Regions from separate parts of the Gossypium hirsutum genome. Here region 1 is linked to region 2. Evidence: chromatin contacts called from public Hi-C data. All regions are on one chromosome and are shown on one strand. Each heading gives the region's core, a stretch centred on a gene start, on an enhancer-like site or on the middle of the called end of the contact. The rest is flanking DNA. Distances are from core to core; before and after follow the strand shown.

Evidence for each region. Hi-C and Micro-C count contacts between places; a contact is called where the count stands out from the background.
Region 1: a contact with region 2 is called in a Hi-C map of leaf, with 2.9 times the contacts expected there. The contact joins the promoter of LOC107887413 here to the promoter of LOC107887405 in region 2. A contact is called at or near these places in 2 of 34 Hi-C or Micro-C datasets (both in leaf).

The regions. Positions count from the first base shown.
Region 1 is chrA03:71,306,847-71,311,113 of Gossypium_hirsutum_v2.1, forward strand. LOC107887413 (aconitate hydratase, cytoplasmic) reads left to right here and starts at 2,423. Exons shown (of 21, transcript XM_016811647.2): 1 at 2,423-2,576; 2 at 2,759-3,019; 3 at 3,405-3,509; 4 at 3,658-3,818; 5 at 3,923-4,015. The coding sequence starts at 3,016.
Region 2 is chrA03:70,880,147-70,884,278 of Gossypium_hirsutum_v2.1, forward strand. It overlaps LOC107887405, which reads left to right and starts at 2,405. Exons shown (of 2, transcript XM_016811637.2): 1 at 2,405-2,657; 2 at 3,263-4,132. The coding sequence starts at 3,293. The coding sequence ends at 4,105.

The DNA.
Region 1 (4,267 bases), core at 1,173-3,672, 430 kb after region 2:
TGACAAAGTTGAGGGAAGAGGACTTTCAGGGGGAGGAGTAATTGTGATGGTGGAGAAAAGATGAAAGTCCTTTCGGGCCGACAGTGGTTGCTGTGATTAAGGAACTCATTAATAACTACAACTGCTACTGCATCAACTCGAGTTTTATCTTCTCTCCACCGACACAGTCACCCCCTTGAAAGTCCTCTTACATCCAACTCTTTCATAGGTTTCAGACAATTAGTTTAAGGATACTACTTCTGGTGGAGATGGAGAAAAAGAATAAGTTTATTATACTGGAAAACCCATTTTTTCCCTATGATTATGATCTCAAACTTATGTATGAGGTTTATAAAGTATTCTCTTCCAGTATCATGAAACTTGAACCCGTGACGCATAACCACTACCAACTGGGCTCCCAAGTTATATTCCAACTCGGGACCGCATAACCACCGTCAACTAGGAGCCATAGTTATACTTCAACCCGTGACCATATAAGCACCGTGAACTCTAAGCCTGAGTTGTAATACGATGGGCTTCTAAGGTGATGATTCCATCCCAATACAGCAAATGAGATGTGTAGGTCTTTGAGTGCTATCGCATCACTATGAACTCAAATTTACCTTAAAACTATCACAATGTATACCTCAAACACAAATAAATCTTTTTCTCCAAATTTCCAACATCGAACACACAAAAAAAAATTAGAACAGAGAAGATGCGTTTTTTGTTTCTCTCTCCAAAATCGGCCTATTTCTCTAAATATAAAAAAAATTGACCTAAAACTCTAATTATTTTCTAAAACTGATATATACTTCAAGTTTACCCGTTCGCATATATATGGAACATTTAATCTTTCATATTTTAACTAGATTATTGTGAGTAAAAGTAATATTGTTTTTTAATATATATTTATAAAAAATATTCTTCGGATGAAATAGAGATGAAATGGTAAGAGTTTTGTGTACACATTATAATAATATTTAATTTTTTTTAAAAAATGCTTTTTAAATTTTTTTTCTAATCAAATTGATGATAGATTGTGATATAATTCACAATGAAATATTATAATAATATATAAGTGGATTAAGTTTTAGTTTAATTGACATTGACATTATTGCAAATGTAAGGTAATCTGGATTTGAGCGCGCTGAAATACTTTTATCATCGTATTTAAAAGTTAAAAGAGAGATTATAGATAGTTATAAACATTATATAAAAAATTATAATAATATAGATACATAACTACAACCTCTTTGAGTTTTAGCATTTTTATAATAAATAAAAAAATTAATTAAACTTTTGAATTATTCAAATTAAACATTGAAATAGTTAGAGTTGAACTCCATAATCATCTAATAGAAATTAAATTGTTTTAAGGACTAATCAGATTACTAACTGTGCTTAGCATATTATTTGGTATCCGAGTTTGATATTTTTTTAATGTGATATTTATATTATTTTCTATATCAATTTAGTACTTGTATTTGACAAAAGTTATATATTTTGGTACTCAAAAGTAACGGTGTTAATTTTTTAATGTTTAATTCGAATTTTAGAATTGATTTGATGCAAATTAATTACTAATATTAACAGGTTTGGATTTTTCATAATTTTATTAATAGAATAAATTTAATATTAATTGAACTAATTGTTAATATTGTTAGTTAAATATGAATTTTTATTAAATCAATTCTAAAACTTAAATTAAATATTAAAAAATTAATATGATTATTTTCAGACACCAAAATATATAACTTTTGTAAAATACAAGTGTCACATTGAAAAAAAAACACAAACACCAAATTAAAAAAGAAAAGTTAAACTCAATACCAAATTATGCATTATGACTATATTTGATAAAAGACAAAAATATAAGCCCAAAAAATTAATTTAGATAAAAAATAAGACTCATTTTCTAAATGGACCGAGGCTTAGGTAAACTTTTTTTTGCCTGGGCCCTTGACCGGACCCGAATTTGCAAAAAGATGAACTACTATTGTTATTATTATTATTTTGCTATTATTTTTTATTATATTACTATTATTTTATTATTGTTATTTGAATATTATATAATTATTATTTTATTATTAATTTTGTTTTTATTTTAAGTGTATTTGCTTACTAAGATGCACCTATTTTTTTTATTTTGTAGGAAATATTTATTTTGTATTATATTTTTTAAATTTATTTTTATATAAAATTTTTTAATACGAGTGAATTTAACTAAACTTAAATTTTAACATTTTTATCTAACTTATATATGAAAAAAATTTTATGCCCCTTTTGTAAACAAGAACAAGTCTAGACCTAAACAACACGACTCAACTCATTAGTTCTAATTATTTCTATTAACAAATATAAGAAAAAGAATATAATTAAAAGATGCAGGTGGCAGAACTTAATTGGTGAGTGAAAATTAAAACCCTAGACTAGCACTTTTATAGATCCCTGCAATTCCGGAGTGACCAGCTCTGAAGAGGCCAGAGCCGTTCTAGAAAGCGGGCACGTAGCCCTATGCTGCTTCCTCATTCCACTGCCCTCACTTCCCATACGCCTTTCTCTTTCTCTTCTCATCCACTTTTAACAAACTTAAGGTAAAAAATAAAAAAAAAATGCAGAAAGGGCCATGAATTTCTGTTTGGTTGCTCCTGTCATTGAATTTCCCTTATCTTCTGCTTAATGATTACTGCCATTATCCTGTGAATGTGTGTTCGTTTAATCCTTTGATCTTTTACATCATCATTTGACGTCATGTATATTTCTACCTCTTCTTCAGCTGCTTCTTCTTTCTTAAGAGCAACTTCCTCTTACACTCGTACTCGCTTTTTTCCTTCTTCTTTGAGGAATCTCAATCCCGCCTCTTCTTCTGCTCTTAACAACCAGCGATCTACTGCATCCGTCGTTGTTCGTTCCTTCCATTCCTCTGCTTCGCGATGGTGCCACCGTCTTGATTGGAGATCTCCTCTTAGCCTCCGTGCTCAGATCAGAGCCTTTAATCCTGTCACTGAACGCTTTCAGAAGCAGTTTGCTACTATGGGTACTACTCTCCAATACTTTTGAAGCTTCTTTCTTTCGCATGCTTTTGATTCTGTTTTAATCTTAATTCAACATTTTATTTGCTGATTTTAGTTTTTAGCTTAGATTAACGTCTCTGTCTTTCTCACTCTAAGTCAAAGTCTTTGTTAGCTTTCAATGAGCGCGAGGCCTCAAATTTAAAATTTTTAATTGTTTTTTTCCGGTTCATAATTAACATATCATTATTGATTGCAGGATCAAGGAGATATATATATTTTTTAAATTAGTATAATGTTTTAAAAAATGATGTATACCCTATATTCTAATCGTTTGAATTATTTAAAATTGACAATTCAATTCATCACCTTGGAGTTTTGATTTGGTTAACATGTTTTTATGGTTTTCAGCTGCTGAACATCCTTTTAAGGAAGTGTTGACGAGTCTTCCCAAGCCAGGTGGTGGCGAGTTTGGAAAGTTCTATAGCTTGCCTGCTCTCAATGATCCAAGGATTGGTAATTTTCTCGTACAACTATACATATATATACATTCACTCGATGACTTGATTGGATATACTACTTCATGCCTTGGGTCCAGCCAGTAATTTCCATTAGTTATGTGACTGATTGTGTCTGTCCCTTGCTTCTGCTGTATATGTAATAGATAAGCTACCATACTCGATCAGAATCCTGCTTGAGTCGGCTGTTCGTAATTGTGACAACTTCCAAGTGAAGAAGGAAGATGTTGAGAAAATTATTGATTGGGAAAATACATCACCAAAGCAAGTTGAAATCCCCTTCAAGCCAGCTCGTGTTCTATTACAGGTGTTTGATAATCCTTGTTATACATATACATATTTATATTCTTCTCGACTAAAGGAACAGGTGATGATTTGCTTTGTTTTTAATCCAGTCTGTTTTGTTGCCAGGATTTTACCGGAGTGCCAGCTGTGGTCGACCTTGCTTGTATGCGTGATGCTATGAACAAGCTTGGCAGCGATACTAGCAAGATTAATCCTTTGGTGCGCTTGTTTACATCATTTGCTTGAATATTTACTGTAATAAGGGTACGGACATATTGTCAACCATTTTCTATTTTGAGAGGGATAGTCAGTTACTAGAAGCTATTGGTTAAGATTATAATCTTTTGAAAATTTTGGCTTAATAAGGTTGTGGATCTTGAGAAATTTTTACATATCATATTAATATGCTAGTTAGTACGAAAGCATAATTAACTGATTTTTTTCATACGTTAGCAGTGTGAGGCATCTTGT
Region 2 (4,132 bases), core at 1,155-3,654:
ATTTGACAATTTCATCAAAAAATCACTTAACAAAAGTTGTTTTATCAACAACTAATCATTTACTTCCATAAATCATCAAAACTTATACACATTAATTAATTGAAAAACCCTAATAGTTTAACAGTTTCTCAAATTAGTCCCCGGGCTAGCTAGATTAAGCTACAACGATCCCGAAAACATAGAAATAATTAAAAACAGGACAAAAATAGATACCATGCACCCAAGGATACCATGGCCGAACCTAGAAAGCTTTAATGGCTTTCTTTCCTTTGAAAATTTAGTTGAAGATAATGGAAAAAGATGATACATTTACTTTATTTTACTTAATTTATCATTTATTTACTAAATTAATTTTATAACCTTTAAAAACATTAAAAATTTCAATAATACCAAGCCATCATATTCCAATATCAACATTTTTGGTCTAATACCACATAAGGACTCATACTTTAAAGTTCTATAGCTATTTAATACCTTTAGCTGCTAGAACTCAACTTTTGCACTTTATGCGATTTAGTCCCTTTTTTATCAAATTAAGTATGTAAACGGTAAAATTTCTTAACGAAATTTTTATACAGTACTACTATCATGATGTAGGAAATAAAATAATAATAAAATAAATATTTCAACCTCGGATTTGTGGTCCCAAAACTACAGTTCCGATTTAACTGAAAATGGGTTGTTATAGAGGCAACTTGTAATGGAAGATTGTGTACTTTTTTTCCTTTATTAGGTTTTTATCCCACAGGGTTTTTACTAATAAGGTTTTATCAAGACAAATTATCTACCAATGGACATCCAAGGGGGAGTGTTATGAATTTCTTATTAAGTGGATGTCCATCAAGATCAAGATAAGTTTTGATGTACTTTAAACTCTAATAGTCATTAAATTACACCTCTACTTCATTTATGCTTATTATGCCTATAAATAGAGACTTTGAAGAAGCATTGTGATAATCTCATTGATTAATAAAATACATTCTCTATTGCTTCCCATAATTTTTTTTGTTCTTTACCCTCTCTATCTCTTTTTATTTTATAATAGATTTTATCATAATGAGTTAGAATAAGAGTATTTTTTTTTAAATCACGTCAACTATCGAAATTATTAATAGTTCTAATTATTTGGAGTAATTAATGACCTAATCTTTTTTTAACTTTTTTAATTATTATAAAATAATGGTAAAATTACAGTTCCAAACTCTCTAATATGCTTACTTTTGAGATTTAGACTTTATATTTTAATTTGACATAATTTTGTTAACGGCATTAGTTAGTCCAAATACTTAATATTCTTAATTATTTCGATTAAAATTGTTATGTGAATTTTTAAGAAAGAATTCGACCTCAACATTTTGACCATAATTATGTAGAGGAAACAAATTATATAATATTAAAGTATAGATATTAAATATTAAATTTAAACATAGTAGAGGGACCATAACCATAATTTGATCTAAAACAATCTATGCCTAATACAATCATTTATAATTTGATTTAATAAAAAGTTTGATTTTTTTTATAAAAAAATTGCTTTAAATTAAATTAAATTAATTGATATAATTGATTATAAGTTTACCAAAAATAAATCAGGATAGTAAACTAATATTTAATAAAAGTAATAAATATATATGTATTTATGCTATAAGTGATAAAATAATATGTTTGAAAGAAATTTATTAAAGTTAACTTTATTATCTTTTGCAAAAAATTTAAGAAAAAATTATAAAAAAATTCCCAAACGAAGCTGGCTAGTTTTCCATTAAAGTAGGGATTAATTTCAATAAATTATAATAGAGAAATTAAATTTTAAATTTTTATAAAATAAAAGAATTTATTTAAGGTAAACTATATCATTAGTCATTAAATTATGGGTAAATTTTTGTTTTGGTCACTTAATTAAAAAAAATTATAATTAGGTCATTAAATTATTTGAAAGTTTTAATTTAAGTCAATGAACTATTCAATAGTTTTTATTAAGTTATTGGCCTATTAAGTTTTTTTTAAAAAAAAGTTCCAGCAGTGAGCTCTAAACGACAAATCGATGATTGGCATGGTGGATCAATACCCATCGACGAGTAGAAGAACATACCTTAGATCAACGTCGATGTAACGATCAGTGTTAGATATCGAAAAAAAAAGTTGTTTGAATTTTGGTTTATAGGTTTATGACGTCAAAAGCATTTTCATGGAAAAAAAAATAAGAAAAGAAATAGAAGAGAGCTTTTGATTGATGTAGGCAATGTAAACAAAAAAGCCATATAACATCTAGTTTAATAGTCCAGTGACTCAAATGAAAACTTTTGAATAGGTTAATGACTAAAACAAAAACTTACCCATAAATTAATGACTAATAGTGCAGTTTATCTTTATAAACTACAATCTTAACCCATCCAACCGAATCGAAGAAAAATTAAGACTGGGCCTGTGCAAAAATCTAAAACAAAAGCTTCGTCAAATTTGGGTGTCAGATGGCATTATGGTCTGGGCCATATCAGGTTCTTGGAAGGAGGAGAGACAATAGAGCCTAAAACAAACAAGTTAGGAAACGTAACTTGCCCAAGAGGTCAGTGCTCACTAACTTTCCTTTTCTTCTGCCTATCTGAGGTGAAAAACATACCGCTCTTCCTCCCAACCAAGTCTATCTTTCCTGACCGGTAAGTCCCTTTGCTTATGCCTCTTTTCTTTTGTAAGTGATTTTTTTTAACCTGTCTTAGTTCTTAATTCTTGTTTCATACATATATCTTTTTAAATTAGCTGCTTTATTTGAAGGTCTGAGCTGTAAGCTAATCACTGCAGCTATTGTTGGATAAATTTGTTGCTTAGGCAACGAAGTTGTCTATTTTTGCGTGTTCCTCGGTTATGCATGTGAAATATTTGACAAAATGACACTAAGGAAATTTGGGTTTCTTTGAATGAGGGGAAAAAGGGTGATTTAATGACTGTAAGGGGGTGATAATTACATTAGGGTTGATTATGGAAGTAACCGATTTTTTACTGGTTTAGTGAAGTATGCTATGAAATTTCATTGATGTTGGACTATCCATCCTTCTGAGAAATGCCAAATGATGATGTTCATAGTTTACTCTAAGTAAAAAAGCAATGAACTTTGATTCTTAGACATTTATTTTCTATGTTGAAATTTTGAAATTTTATTAATCTCGTACATTTTGGCTAGAGAACTAGGTTTAACTGTTTTCTTTATCTCCTTGAGATCTGGAGATTGATGCTGATAATATTTCTGTTTTGCTTAATTGGCTAGTGCGCAGAGCTTGAGCTTTAAATTGTAAAAATGGAAGATCTTATAACAGAAATCCCCCCACCATCTAGATTCTTTCAGGAAGATCTTAACAACTTTATACCTCCATCACCATCTCTTGCGTCGCCATTCCTTGTGTTTTCTATTCCTAAGCCTGAAAAGCCCCTTCGCCCATCTCTCCTCATTGTTGCATTATCTTCACCATCTTTGTACATCTTCCACCATTTGTCACCTAAGACATTAGTTGGAAGTCTTATCCTACCTGAGGTCCCTTTCTCCGGCCTCTCTGTCGAACCCTCTTTCAGAGACAAAACTTGCAACATTTATTCCCTGAATAATGGGGATAAATCTACTCTGCTTGTATCAGTTCAACATGGTGTTTCTGCAGAGAGATCTCACCTTGTTGCGAGGCTGCTAATTGGCGGGGACATTGTTCCTGACAGACTTTTGATTTTGGATTCAATTCAGAGCCAGAACTTCAGGGGAAAGCTCTCACCGGATGAAACTTATGCGTTTAAGCTGGAGACGCTAGCCGAAAGAAAAGGATTGGGTGGTAGCAATGTAGCTTCTTCCCTTCTAAAGGGTTTAGACTATTTTCCATCAGGTAGTATGATTGATGGCTTGGCTGCTGCTCTGTTAAGTCGATGCCAATTAAAGAACATAAAGGGAACACTGTGTGTTTCATGGCCTGAATTCAGTAGTTCTGTGGTGGCTCTGATTAGATCGCTATTGCAAAGGAATGTGCTGCCTAGCTTGGACTTGAGCTTTGCGCGAGAAATGCAGGATCAATACGCAAGGTTCAATCTAATTAAGCATCAGCCTTATGATACTGAAATGTATACATAGTGAACAAGGTTTTTGATTCACACACCA